2 separate regions of the Mus musculus genome follow, and region 2 is linked to region 1. A link is a contact called in public Hi-C data. All regions are on one chromosome and are shown on one strand. Each heading gives the region's core, a stretch centred on a gene start, on an enhancer-like site or on the middle of the called end of the contact. The rest is flanking DNA. Distances are from core to core; before and after follow the strand shown. Region 1 overlaps Spats2l (spermatogenesis associated, serine-rich 2-like). Region 2 holds the start of Aox1 (aldehyde oxidase 1).

Region 1 (6,919 bases), core at 1,209-3,708:
AGTTTAGATTTGATATGTAGCATTTTCTGAAGCTGAAGAGTTATAATCCGTAGGGGAGCCAGGGAGAGATCCCAGTGAACAGATGTTCCTAAGTTCTAAGAAAGTGGCACCAGTGCTGATGGTAAGATATGTTCACAAGATAAGGCTCGTGCATGACACCAACACACACACGCACACACACACACACACTCCTGCTTGGCAATTTCTCTGCTCACTGACCTCACAGTACAATCCAACAGAGGCTCTTCTTAAGTACTAATGCCAGTAGGATTCTGTTTTTCCATGAAAGGCAATACTGGCTACAAATGTGGATTGGGGCTATGTAGGCTTCTCAGATGTGAAGACAGGAATAATGGTAGGAGCTGGTCCTCACCCCGGCCCTGTGTGAAGGGCTTCCCCTGCAGGGTCTTCTTTCTGTGTAGATTCTAGTGTCCCTTCCAAACCACATCTTTCTGTTGGCTGGTATACACTAGAAGGTTGGGAAATTGCCCAGATCTCCAATTATAGAAACTAATTGAAGGGCTTCAAGCTAAACAGATCAAAATTTTACTTTGCCTTTAAAAATTATGAGTTAAGTCGCTAGCTACGAAGTTGGGTTCTACTGATCAGGATAGCCGCTGGGGGCACCATGGGCTGGTGAGGGAGAACTTCGGCTTCACGCTCACACACACACACACACACACACACACACACACACACAGACACACAGACACACACACACAGACACACATACACACACACACACAGAGACACACATACACACACACACAGACACACACACACATATACACACACACACAGACACATACACACACACAGACACACACACACAGACACACAGACACACACAGACACACACATACACACACACACATACACACACACACAGACACATACACACACACAGACACACACACACAGACACACAGACACACACAGACACACACATACACACACACACATACACACACACACACACACACAGACACACAGACACACACACATACACACACACACACACACACAAGTGTTTGCGCCTTTCAGTTGGTGCTGTCCTGCCTGGTGCTCAGAAGCACACTTGGCCTCTGCAATGCTTCGTGCACCATGGGAGCAGACTCATTCCTGTCTCCTGTGAGGATGAACTGTGTTGTGGCCTCAGCCTTTGAGACTCTGTTTCCTGCTATGAACTGCATCTGACCAGTCAGTCTCTTTAATCTCAGCCTTGTTTACTCTCGATAGTAAAGGAACATGCCCTCCAAGAGACCCATTTTTACCAGCCTGCCTATGACAAAGGCCAGCATCCAACCATGGGAACCGACAGCCCCACAAGCTGCAGACAGAAGCCTTCAGTGTTGAATTGGTCCTTTGGTGAGTCTTTAGAGACAAAAGGTCTTCCCAATTCCTCTAATCCTTGCTTGGTTATGACACCTGGTAGTGTATTATGGATCAATGTGATGCATGATTCATTCCTTAACATTTGTTGATCACAAGAGCTTCAAGTCTACAAGGCAGAGAGAACTCTGAATTCTTCAAAGAAAAAACTCTCACTTGGTTTCTAATTTTTATTAGCACTTGAAGCTATTCTTGGAACAAACAGTGTTACTGGGGCCTAACTGTAGGCTTGTACCGCATATGGCACTGGTCAATGGTGAGCTACATACAGGTTGGCATATGACACACATGTGATCTGTGGAAGAGGCTGCACAATATAGACATGTGTACATGTACTCCATGATGCTTGTACAACAATGAAGTTGCCTAATGATTTTTCCTCAGCATTGGTGTTCTGAGACATAACAACTGTACTCTAGTCTACGAAACCGTGTTCCCGGCCAGTCTATCAGCCAGCACAAAGACGCCCCAAAATCTAAATGCTGTTATTCACGTAGCGTTTCAAAAGCTTAGTTAATGTTTTAAGATTTTTTTTCTTAAAATTATAACTTGGATAGCTATAATACCATTTTAAATATGTTTTATCATATATTTTAGTATATACCCTAGACAAAAATAAAGACCACGAAAGTTGTAAAATACTTATTAGGCAAAGACATCAGTCACAAAGGAAAGAATTCACCACTTTAATATATCATCTCCACACTCCTCCAGAGTAAAATTAATAAAACATAAATATGGTTAACACGGACCACTTCAGGCATGAAGTTCTATCAAACTGAAGTACCCGCTGAGTGATGCCCTTACTTAGCATGCCTTAATGCCATTCTGAAACCTGCGAGCTTCCAAACAAAAGGAAACATTTTTATGAGAAATAAAGCCGAGTAGTAGGAATCCTGACAAATATATTTACCTTAGCATTTCTAATTGGCATAATTCAATGAAGTTTCCTGGGTATGTCAGTGTGATCAACTGCCTACTCCCAAGTTCACATATTTGTGTTTCTCCTGCAGTCATGGAAACAGGAAAACTTCCAAGAGTGTCCTGAGATGCCTGGCTGATTAGCATTTGCCCTGGCTCTCTGTGGAGGCCCTGATGGGACTTGGTTTCACTTTTGTTTCTCTGGAACCCAGGATGGCTCTCCGGTTTAGTTTCTTGTTCTCAGGTTGTTCACACTGTCTGAAGTGGCCTCGGAGAACCAGAGGTAGCCAGGAGAGAAACTTAAGAAAATGATCTTAATGACTGCTACTGAGGCACAATTTGTAAAAAAACAAAAACAAAAACAAAAAAACATAACAATCAGACTGTTTATCTGGGGATATTGCTAGAGTAATAAGTTATCATTGTGAGTGGACAGTAAGTGTCCTAACTTCATGATGGGACAGGTTAGAGACCCTTCAGGTGTCTTGCCTAATGACCAGAAACTCCTCAACTGAGGTATTTGGAAAAGAGAGGTTTGGGTGGTCCAGAGGAGCTGAGGTTGTGATTGAAAAACAACTGCTCTCCAGCTCGATGTCCCATATAGCTGCTCTGGAATGTGCTAGAAATATAAAATAGTTCCAGGAATTTACAGACTTAACACAAAAAGAATATAAACTGTCTCATTCATATTTTTATATTGCCTGTATGTTAAAATAATAAAATAGATAAGTTAAGCAAAGCATAGTACCCAATTTTTAAATCCATTCCTTTTATTTATATATTTCCTTTAGCATGTCTACTACAAAATTCAAAATCGTGTCTGTGGGCATGCATATGTTCTACTGCAAAGTACTGTACCAGAGCAGTGGTTCTTGGGGATGGGGGTTCCCCAAGGAATGTCCTCACCACTGAGGACTTGTTAGAAATGCAAATAGTCTGCCACATGACAGACTGGGTGACTCAGGAGCTGGGCTGAGGGAGAAGGAAGGTGGCAATCAGGGTTTCAGCCAGGCTCATGGTCAGAGACCCCACAGAAGCCTGGATGGATAAACAGGGTTATTTCCTACGAACTGAAGCGTGGTGCTTTTGCTAAGGTTATCAATATCATTTAGCACACTTACAGAGAGCTCGTAATGTGTCAGGACTCTGCTACATCTAGACCCAACTCATTTGGTTTTTGGGTTATTTTTTTTAAATTTTTATTTATCCCTCTTAACTTCGAGGTAGAAACTAGAACTCGTTTCATTCTATACTTGTGAGCACTGAGCACAAAGAGACTAAGTCAAAAACCTGCAAAAAGTTAAGAGGACCGAGACTCAAACCGAGCCCTGCTGCCTCAGCTCACAGTAACTGTCAGAGTTCGGGGACTCTGAACTATCGTACCAACAGTCTTGAAGGTCCCACTTTTTGCCAAAAGAATGTCCACCGGTCTTCCTGAATAGGAACATCTTAAGAGACATCTGCAGTTTTTCTTAGTTCAGGGCATGCTATTACCTTTGAAAGACTGACTCATTTCATCTTCCACCTGACATCCATCATCCCAGAGCGACATGCAGTAGGAGTAGATAGGAAAGGAGCCAGGCTTGGGCAGGGGAGCTGAGGAAGCCGCACTTGTCTGTAAAGGATGCCTTTCATCCTGACAGGGCCTCATGTAGGCCTGGCATGTGAGCCTCAGGTCTCTGAGTGCGGAGAAAAGGTGGATGTATTCAATGACCTTTACAGTCCTTTGTAGCTCCTGGGCACTGCAAGTCAGAAAAGGCACCCGGAGTTGATGGGGACTCTTAGAGTGGCGGGAAGCTGACCATTCACCTGCAGAAAGGGCACGGGCTTGATGTAGCAGGCTACTTCTCTATGTAGATCACCTTCCAACTAGTTCAGAGACTCACTGTCCAGTCTTCCATGCACAGTGGGGTGCTTGCATGCCAACCGAGGAGGAAAATACTTATTCTTTTGTGAAGTGGAGAGTTGATCTGCATTTACTACCAGGAAGGGTTCCTCTTGCCTGAACTTCCCTCTGGTGCTCTGGGCCAGTGTCACCTCTCTGCACTTATTAATTATTGAGGTCTCAGATTTACAATCTCATGGGTTCTTTTTTTTTTAAGTTCTCATGCTTTTAAGGTTGCGTATAGAGCCCTGTTCCTTAGAGGAAATTCTCTTTGTTAAGAACGAGGATATACAAACAACGAGACAGCATGGTGACACAAATATGAATTTTGTAGGGCAGTACTTCCTTGGACATTTTTGTTTAATTTGGAGGAAAAAAACCCTCAAGGTTGCATTTTTATTCAAAGACACTTCAATGTACTCAACCCACTGTTAGCACAGCTTCACTGAATAGCATTTTAAGGGCAAATGTCAGGAAAAAATGTTCACATTTAAAAGCTTTGGCTCAGCCTCTTTTGAAAAGCAGGGTTAGCCTTTCCTTTAGAAATGTCTCTGCCTACTAAATTCTTTGTGGGGGGAAGAAAGAAAATTGAATGTTTTATTTAAACAGGTCATTAACAGTCAATACTTATTTGAAAAGGCCTGCTTTCAGAGGCAGATAAAAGCCTCCAGTCACTTAGAATATCACTTGAGCGGATCGAGGGCAGGATGTGCCCATGCGAATTTCAGACCTTTCTGGGAGAAATGTCTTCACCAACAGACAGGTGCTCATGTGGGCAGGAGGGTCCTGTGCCTCTGAGTTCCCCGTGGACGAGGTGTGGACAGGTGCTCATATAGATGCAGGGTCCTGTGCCTCTGAGCACCCATCGACATGGCGTAGACAAGATATGTCAGGGCCAATACAGAGCACCCTGCATGACAGGCCCACTTTGATTTTCCCCTTTTGCTAATAGTCCCAGCACATGCTTATGAGTGGAGATTAACCATTTTTGCATAATGTGCCAAAGCATCCATCTCCCCACCCCCACCCCATCCCCGGCTGAGCACAAGGGGAAGCTACAAAGCAGAGGGCAGTGGAGATCAATGGGGTGATCCCAGCTGGTGCAGGCTCTGAGCTGAGGCTGCACATACTCTTTGAGTTCTATTAACATTCATCTGTGGCATGGGTTTTCCATTTAATTTAAAATATTTTGATTTCACAGGTCTTTGATGGCTAGAGAATATAAATAAATGCCTCTCTCCAGAAGCAACCTGACACTGGCGCCTATAAAGCCCCACTTTTGATGGCTAGGCTTTAAAACAAACGCGTTTCCATAGAGATGCGGGGTGACCTGGACCTTGTACAAGCAGCCACTTGTTTCAGGATTTCAATTACACGGGGGTTCTTTTAAGATGCTGTGATGTAAACGCCAGTTATTAAAATAGGCTCGTCCTCAAAGATGCCTCTAGAAAGGCCAGTGTGAGAAGCAGAGAAGGGGGTTCAGAAGACACCTCCCCACTCCATCTCAAAGCAAGCCACAGGAACTGTGTCCACGTAGACCACACAGGTTTTCTTTTCCTTCCTTCCCATTGCCCACAGGACAAATACCAAATCCCAGAGGGCTTAAGACAAGAGCTTTACACAACTCTTTACCCTCCAGAGCCCAAAATCTTAGCACAAACTCTCCTCGAATGCTAAAAAAGAAACACAGAATGCTTTCCTTCCGTCCACCATTAACCACCTAGAGGGGCAGGCCTCGGAAAGGGCAAGGGTTTACCTTCTTTGTCTTTGACCATTCATTTAATACCAACAATGTATCAGGTCTGTGGAGGATGCTGGGAAGGCTCAAAGCTAACACCGAGTGAATGCTTATCATCTTCCCTGAGAATTTTCTATGCATTTCCAGGTATTAATTAATTTTATCCTCACAACAGGCTTTATGCTAGACGAAGTTGTGTTCTTGTCAACTTCCTATTAGAGAAACTGAGATGGAAGAACAGAGAGGCAAGGCACACAAGTAAGCAGCGCTGTTCAGTTGGGATTTGAACTTGGATCTCTGGTCCCAAAACTCCTGTTCTCCAAAGAGTTGACAGATTCAGTGATAAAAAGACTTGTGGTCACACAAGCTCAGAAAAGAATGGGATGTGGGAGTGGGAGAGGACACTGGAGTTGAAACTGTCGAAATCAGAGCTCTACAAGGAACAACTGTGGATTCCATCTGTACTAATGGTGAGGCCCACCCAGGCCGCTCACAGGTTTGCTGTTGCAGGTAGCAGGTAGCTTTTTTCTAGTATCCACCCCAAAATATGGCATGGCTGTCCCAAAAGGAAACAGAAGACCCTTAACTAAACGTAGTGAACGCCTACAGGTACACAGCCAATTCAGGAAGGCCGGCTCAGTTGCTGCTGAACAAATTCTCAGTACAGAAACCATTGGTTACTCAGAGTGTGTTTCAGTTTCAAAATCTCCTGTCCAACCAAGGCACAGTAGTACTTCTTCACATTTTAAAAAAATAAATATCAAACGACCTTCTCAAAGCAGCAGAGAAATCCTTGTTCTTGAAATGTCTCAGGCAGCAGCTGGATTAGAGCTTGCCTCTTAGAACCAACCTGTCTCTCTTGGTCCAGCCTGTTTCCCCCCCATCCCCCCACCAGCTCTTCCTAAGCAGTCCCAATCAACCAGCCTTGACTTACTCTCAAGGTTCAGCTTCGGGCTGTCAGGCATAGATTAGTCCAGCTACTT
Region 2 (6,919 bases), core at 3,269-5,768, 180 kb before region 1:
GCAGTGAGTAATCCACCAGGATTGTGGAAACCACTGGAAAAAGCTGCCTCATGCCTCTTCTGCCGATAGGTTCTGCACAAACAGCAGGCACCTTTGGGCTGACGGCTGTGTTCTGCTTAGCCATGATTGACACCACTCAAAGACCAGGTTCAGACTACAAACTGCTCAGGACATTTAAATTGCTGAGTTCATAGGAAAATGACATGGGCACTGTACATAACTTTGAACTCAAAATACTTAACCCTAAAACTGCCAAATACAATCAAGATGGCCACTGTGGGAAGCTTGGTAGGAATAGCTTCATTATTGTAAATACTGGGCTAGAGTTAAAATTTTTCCTTTTTATTTAAACAAAAAGAGGAAATGTCTCAGGCTATTTGATCACATTGTAAACCACAAGACTGAGTGATTTACTGGGAAAACAAACAAACAAACAAACAAACAAACAAAAACCAAACCTCTTTCTAGTTGTTGTATGGCTCATTCCTAGCACACACTTTTAATTCAAGAGCTTTCTGCTTGAATACTGTATACAGGAGCAAATAAAGCCAACAATAGGTCAAGAGCAGGAGCAAGCGACCAGTGACAGCAAGTGAACATAGAGAAAACCAAAGAGAGTAAGAGGAAGTCAGGAAGACAGACAGACACACAGGAAGTGGAAGGGAGGGACATTCAGTTTGAGGGAGTTTTAGGTGGTATGGAAAAGAAGGCTTCTGCCTTTTGGGACTTCTGGCTGAGGAGGAAGGTCAGCTGGGTGCACTCTCTGCCTCTCTGAGCTAGCAGGCTTTCACCCCAGCATCTAGTTCCTTAGTCTTCATTGGTAAAATTGAACGATTGACATTTTGTTAAAACAACACCATGCCAGCTGCAGGATTCCTGAACCAGCCACGATTATTAAAATGATCCTCTCTTCCACCCTGAAACTAAGATTTCTTGAAGAGGAAACAAAAGGGCGGGCCTTCAGTGAATTAATACCAGAGTCCTTGCGTTTAAGAACTTAAAACTCTTTGGCAACATGTCTTTCATGAATGTCCCCTTTACCCCCTGCCAGCTCACTCCTTGTGAGCTGACTCATGTCACTTAGACAGTGTATAGGGGGAACAGAGAGGCTACCTTTGCATAAATGCCTGGGGCCACCCAGCTGAAAAGGCATCTTCTGCAGGAGGACCTAATTGAAGACTGCCTGAGAGACCAAGGATTGCTATGCAGACAATGCCAGCCAGTCAGAAAGCGCTGTTTAGAAGAGATGCTTTCTTGGGACCAATGGGGTACGGGTGGAGGGTATTAAAGGAGCTTGCAGCTGCGTTAGTCTCACCTCCTTCTGGACTCTGTGACTACTATTCTGAGCCACCTCACCTCCAACCCCCAAGGGCAGGTAGGGTGGGCCAGGACACAGGCAACAGCAATGTAGGGACTTTTAACTTTCATTACATTTACATTCAGGGTTCCTCTTATGCAGAATGAAAAGAAAAAGCCAGAGACCTGCTGTGCAGGTCACCAGAGCACAGTGAAGGTCTTCCAGGAGTCCCTGCAAAGGCAGAAGTCTGGCCTTTCACGGGGCTGTTCTCTCTAGTGGCTTCTCATGCCTCTCAAACAGCTCCTTGCTCTCTGCTTCTATCCATATAGCAAGTAGCAGTGAAGCTTGCTTGCCCGAGCTGGACACACGCTTCACTAGAGAGGGACACAAAGCTGACATGGTTTTTTTTGGTTTGCTAGTTTGCAGGGGAGGGGTCAAAAGATGGAACGAACAGGGACTAAGAAAATGGTCAATGAATGGCCCAACTTGAGACCCATCCCATGGGAAAAAAACCAATCTCTGACACTATTAATGATAATCTGTGATGCTTGCAGACAGGAACCTAGCATGACTGTCCTCTGAGAGGCTCCACCCAGCAGCTGACTGAAACAGATGCAGAGACCCACAGCCAAACATTAGGCAGAGCATGTAAAGTCTTATAGAAGAGTTGGAGGAAGGATTGAAGAACCCAGGGAGTATAAGAACTCCACAAGAAGACCAACAGAGACAACTATCCTGGACCCTTGCATGCTCTCAGAGACGGAACCACCAACCAAAGAGCATACAGCTTGTTCTTTGTGCGGGTCCCCTAACTGGAGTGGGAACTGTCCCTAAATCTGTTTCCTGTCTATGGATCTCATTCCCCTAACTGGGCTGTCTTAGTGGGAGAGAATGTTCCTAGCCCAGCAGTGAGTGACTTCAGGTGCCAGGGTGGGTTGGTACCCCCGGGTGAGGGACTAGGATGGGGGTGCTATGGTCAGGATATAAAGTGAATGAATGAATGAATAAACAAACAAATAAATATAAAGTGAATGAATGAATAAACGAAGAAACATGTAAATGGAAAACATAAAATCAAAGTATTTCTAGGGTGTTCACAGAACATTTGGTCCCAGGACTCAGTTCGAGGAACCTGGAGGTCCAGCATTGCTAACAGTGGGACTGAAAGAGGTAAGGTGAGCTTCGGGTAAAAAAGGACTTATTTAGTCTTCAAAATCAGTGCAGCACAAAGTTGTGTGCTTGTTAAGAACCCTGCTGTTTGGAAGCAGGAGAGGGAGGATGAGGGGGAGGAGGGAGGAGACCTCAGACTCAACATGGCTGCTGTCTTGCTTTAGACTCTTAGCATCATTTATAAAGCTGTACCCTGGCTCCTGACCACACCTCCAGCCCTAGCAATCTATTCCCATCATATGTAAACAAACATTCTTCTGCTCCAGGACCTTTGCACCTGGATATCTCTACCTGAAATTCCTTTCACATATATGTGTGTGTGTGTGTATTTGTATACACATATACATATGTGAGTGTTTGTGTGTGTGCATTTGTATACATATATGTCTATATGTGGTTTGTGTGTATGTGTCTGTGTGCACGCGCTTGACTGGGTCCTACTTCATCCCAGACACTGCTCCAATGCCCCCTGATCTGAAAGGTCAACGCATCCCCTCCATCCACCCCATCAGTTTCTGCTCATCACTCCGTTTTCATGCCAGCACCTGCCGCTGCTTGACACCACACTCTCTCCATTTATTTATATGCCTGTTGGCTGTTTCCCCAGCAGTGTAGCAGTGTCAACCCCTCACCAGCAGGGGTCGCATCCTTTCTGTGGTTTGCTATATCCCATAAGCTTAAACATAGCTTAGTATCTGTTAGGATGTTCATGAAAACACACAATGGATATTCATGATTGCTCTTTTCGCAATAAGTAGTGTTGGCCTGTTAGTAGCCTTGGAGTCTGCCTCCAAGAGGCAGTGAGGCTCCAGTGAGCGGCAATGGATTCCGTTCGTTTAGTAAGGACAGAATACACTCCAGCTTTTTCTGTTATGCAAAAGGAAACGGAAGGAACAGGGCAGCCATTTCACCCATTATTCTAGTTCACCTTCATGGTAGTCCTGTGGGGAGATGGGGGGACAGCTAATGGGTTTCATCTATTTAAGGATCCATCTATCCCGCTTCAGGGCCATGAAGCAGGGACTCATAAAGGTTTTTTTTTTTTTTAAATGGGGGCTTCTATGATTTGGGAGACCCTGTTCTTCAAGGAAGAAAACACATTACAAAACTACAGCAGTGTGACTCAACTTCATAGCCTCCGAAGAGTCCTCACACAGGAAAGGTCTGGTTGGCGCTAAACCTTCCTTGGCTTCCAGTTGGTCAGCCAGTGCCAGCTAGAACAAGGGCTCTGGCTGTCCCTAGCCAGACACAGGGAACACAGCGGGATCCAAAGGGCGGAACTGACATTGTGGACAGCAGCTCTCCACCCCCCACTCAAAGTGCTATCAGTTTACACAGAGAACACTCCAGATGAGCTGGGCCACTGCCCAGACGGCTGCTTTAAACGATGCCCAGAGGCTTTGCTGTCCCCAAGCAACAGGATTTGCCTGGAGCCGCCATAAAAGTCTTCAGAGCCAAGGCACACACACAAATAAAACAAAATGCCACACTCGGCAGGAGCCCCTGATTCTGGCAAGCTGTGCTGTGCCAGGAACTTGCTTTGGCTTCACCAAGTTGAAAAATCACAGAGTAGCTAGAACCAGTGCACCTCTGTGGCCCTGTTAAAGCTGGGTATTGCTCACCCAGACAAGCAGAGACTTGAGGCTACTTATTTAATTGTGCTGGAAGATCTTATCAGCCGGAGGCTTTAAGGGAGGGAAGGTCTGGATGCTCCCCGTCCGGAAGGGAGAGGCCCTGGGATTCAGACATTCTGAAATTCTTAGTCTTCCATGCGCTGGTCGTGATGCGAAAGGTCTGAAAAATAATCTGATCTCCTTTGAGTTTTATAATGCAGATTCCTATGCTGAGGACCCAATGAGACCCCATGCTAAGGTTTCAGCGAAAGCAGGGCGCAGGCTGGGATAGGGCCCAGAACTGGGGTCCGGGGTGGTGCAGGAGTCTGCCTACCCGCGGGCTCTCACCTTCTGGCCATTCACGTAGAAGAGCAGCTGAATGGGGTCCATGACTCCGAGGTCCCTAGCAGGTCCCTAGCAGCGCCAGTCCTTGCAGAGAATAAATTGCCCGAGGCTACAGGGCGGGGCTTGTCTGTGCTTCTAAGTCTCCACCCTCCCAGAAAGTTTTGGAAGAGCCAATGCTGCAGAGGTCCTAAAGGGAAAACTCTCCTGACACTACAGAGTGTGCCAGCGTGGGAGACAAGCTGAAATCTTTGGGTTTTGGCATCGATGGGAGAGAGGGGTAGCTGGGCGGCCAGCCTCAGGAAGTCCTGAGTCATTGCTCTAGTATCTGTGCCAATGCTTGCTTATTGAAGTGGTTTCCAGAATCCTCTCGTTTGTTTAGGGGGAAGGCAGCCTGGCTGTACTGCTGAGTCACTTCCCAAGAGTCCTGCGCCCTTAACCTCACTTTTTGGCTTTCTTTATATTTTAGAATCCACTTTATAAAACCTGGCAAGTCTCAAATGAGACCAAATTATTTTCCAGGCCTTAGTATATCTCCCTAGGTTATTTTATTCATGCAATACAACATCCCCACCCCTCAATACCCATTCACACAGGGTTTCTCTGGGTAACAGCCTGGCTGTCTTGGAACTCTTCTTTGTAGACCAGGCTGGCCTCGAAATCACAGATCTCCACCTGCCTCTGCCCCTTGAGTGCTGAGATTAAAGGTATGCACCACTACACAACATTTTTATTGTGAAAACTTCCCGTTTGTAGGTAGAGGAGAAGAAACCACATCTCAGCAATTCCAGGAGTGGTTAACAGTAAGTGGCTAACACCTCCTTGCTTCCCAAGGATCTTAAGCACATTTCAGACAGTGTTTTACCAGTAGACAGAAAACGTGTGTGTATGTGTGTGTGTGTGTGTGTGTGTGTGTGTGTGTGTGTGTGTGTGTGTGTGTGTAAGCATCACTATAAAGCTATGGCTAGTTTGGAATTTACTGGCTTTGAACTGACAGCTTCTATCAGCTTCTGCCTCTTCCTGAGTGCTGGAATCAAAGGTGTGTGTGAGCCTCCATATCTGTCAAACATTTTCTTTTTTGAAAAATACTTTATGTTTGACAGGATCTGGGGAAATGGCTCAGAGGTTAAGAGCTTCCAGGACCCAGGACTAGAACAAACCTGTTTTCTTTATAAAGTATCCAGTTTGGGGCATTCTGCTTTAGCAATAGTGAAGAGATTAAAAGATTAGATGAACAGATTAAAAGCTAGAATTCTTTTACTCTCCTGATGCCAATAATCTCCATTCTAAAATCTTACTAACTAGAGATGGCTCAGTGGCTCAGAGCATTTGTTTCTAACAGATTCAATTCCTAACATTCACAGTCTTCTGAAACTCCAGTTCCAGGGAATCTCATTTCCTTCTTCTAATGATCCAGGGCCCCTGGCATATGCACATGTACACATCTACTCCCCCCCCCACCCACACACACCTACACACACACACATACACACACATGCCCATATATATACACACATATACTCACACACATGCATTCGCATGTACATATACACATATGCACACACATACACAGGCATACAGACACACAGGCAAAACATTCATACACATAAAATACATATTTAAAAAATTAAGCTATTTCAAACCACCCTAGGTACACGGTGATAGTCTTTTTCAAAGCAAAGGGCTAAAACACAAGGTTTCAGGATCCATAGCTGTTTTCATATCAGTACATTGATAAATATTCCTAGACCATTGTGTATGTGAGTGTGCACACGTGCACTATTAGTGTTACTCGGATTCCCACCCATACTTCTCTACTCTGCCTTAAGGCCAGGATTTTGCAAATCATCTTTCTCTCTTGCCAGGCCTCTTTAGTCTTCAGCAACGCAGGGTCTTAGACGTAGGGAAGGCAATGAGGAAAATGTGCCATATTGTCTGGGTTGTGGGGACTCAGAGCAGCCACTCTGGCAGCACCTGCTGGCTCCAGAGTAGCAGAGCAGTGTCCATGAAGGCATGGACACCAGCAACAGGAGAGGCCTGGGGCTCACGCTTTTTAATTCCATCCTTTCTCTTCCTGCAGTCCCTTCTGTGGTGCCCCAGGGTCCCCTCCCTTCCTCTCGCTTTCTCAGTTCTTTAGAGTACTGCGAACAGTGATTACGGACTTTTATCTCTTGGTTGGGTGCTAATCGAATTTCTGTCAGTGCCAAGCAGCTTGACAAAGTCAGTACCACTCGACTCTTCAAAAACCACTCAAAATAATAATGGTTTATGCTGCAATGCGATTATAGTACAGGTTTTCTGGTCATAAAAGTCACCATCCTTTTCAGGAGAGGCATTCTCATAGAATTTAGAAACAAGACAAAGACGCTGTTGCCAGCACTACCAAACATTCTCAGGAAATGGACATGACTAGATAAGAAAAGCCAGAAAAGCCTGGAGAATTGTAACCAAGGAAAAACCCGGGCTTGCCTGCTTTCACTTCATACGGCTGAGCTGT

Evidence for each region. A called contact is a pair of places that touch in the nucleus more often than the background predicts.
Region 2: a contact with region 1 is called in a Hi-C map of liver, with 1.7 times the contacts expected there. The contact joins the promoter of Aox1 here to the enhancer-like site in region 1. A contact is called at or near these places in 6 of 39 promoter capture datasets (the 3T3-L1 cell line, the HPC-7 cell line, embryonic stem cells and 3 more), 2 of 484 Hi-C or Micro-C datasets (B cells and liver), 1 of 115 datasets of contacts at active chromatin or transcription factors (pancreatic cancer cells) and 2 of 9 other capture datasets (adipose tissue and liver).

The regions. Positions count from the first base shown.
Region 1 is chr1:57,845,635-57,852,553 of GRCm38.p6, reverse strand. The region is part of intron 3 of Spats2l (spermatogenesis associated, serine-rich 2-like); the gene reads right to left. Among named protein-coding and RNA genes, the nearest start is that of Spats2l, 74 kb to the right of the region's middle. Within about 2 kb of position 2,458, at least 63 of the 459 cell types and tissues checked have an H3K27ac peak or open chromatin away from gene starts, as enhancers often do. A contact at or near this core is called in adipose tissue, liver, pancreatic cancer cells and 1 more, where this site is marked.
Region 2 is chr1:58,027,568-58,034,486 of GRCm38.p6, reverse strand. Aox1 (aldehyde oxidase 1) reads right to left here and starts at 4,518. Exons shown (of 35, transcript NM_009676.2): 1 at 4,429-4,518. The coding sequence starts at 4,470.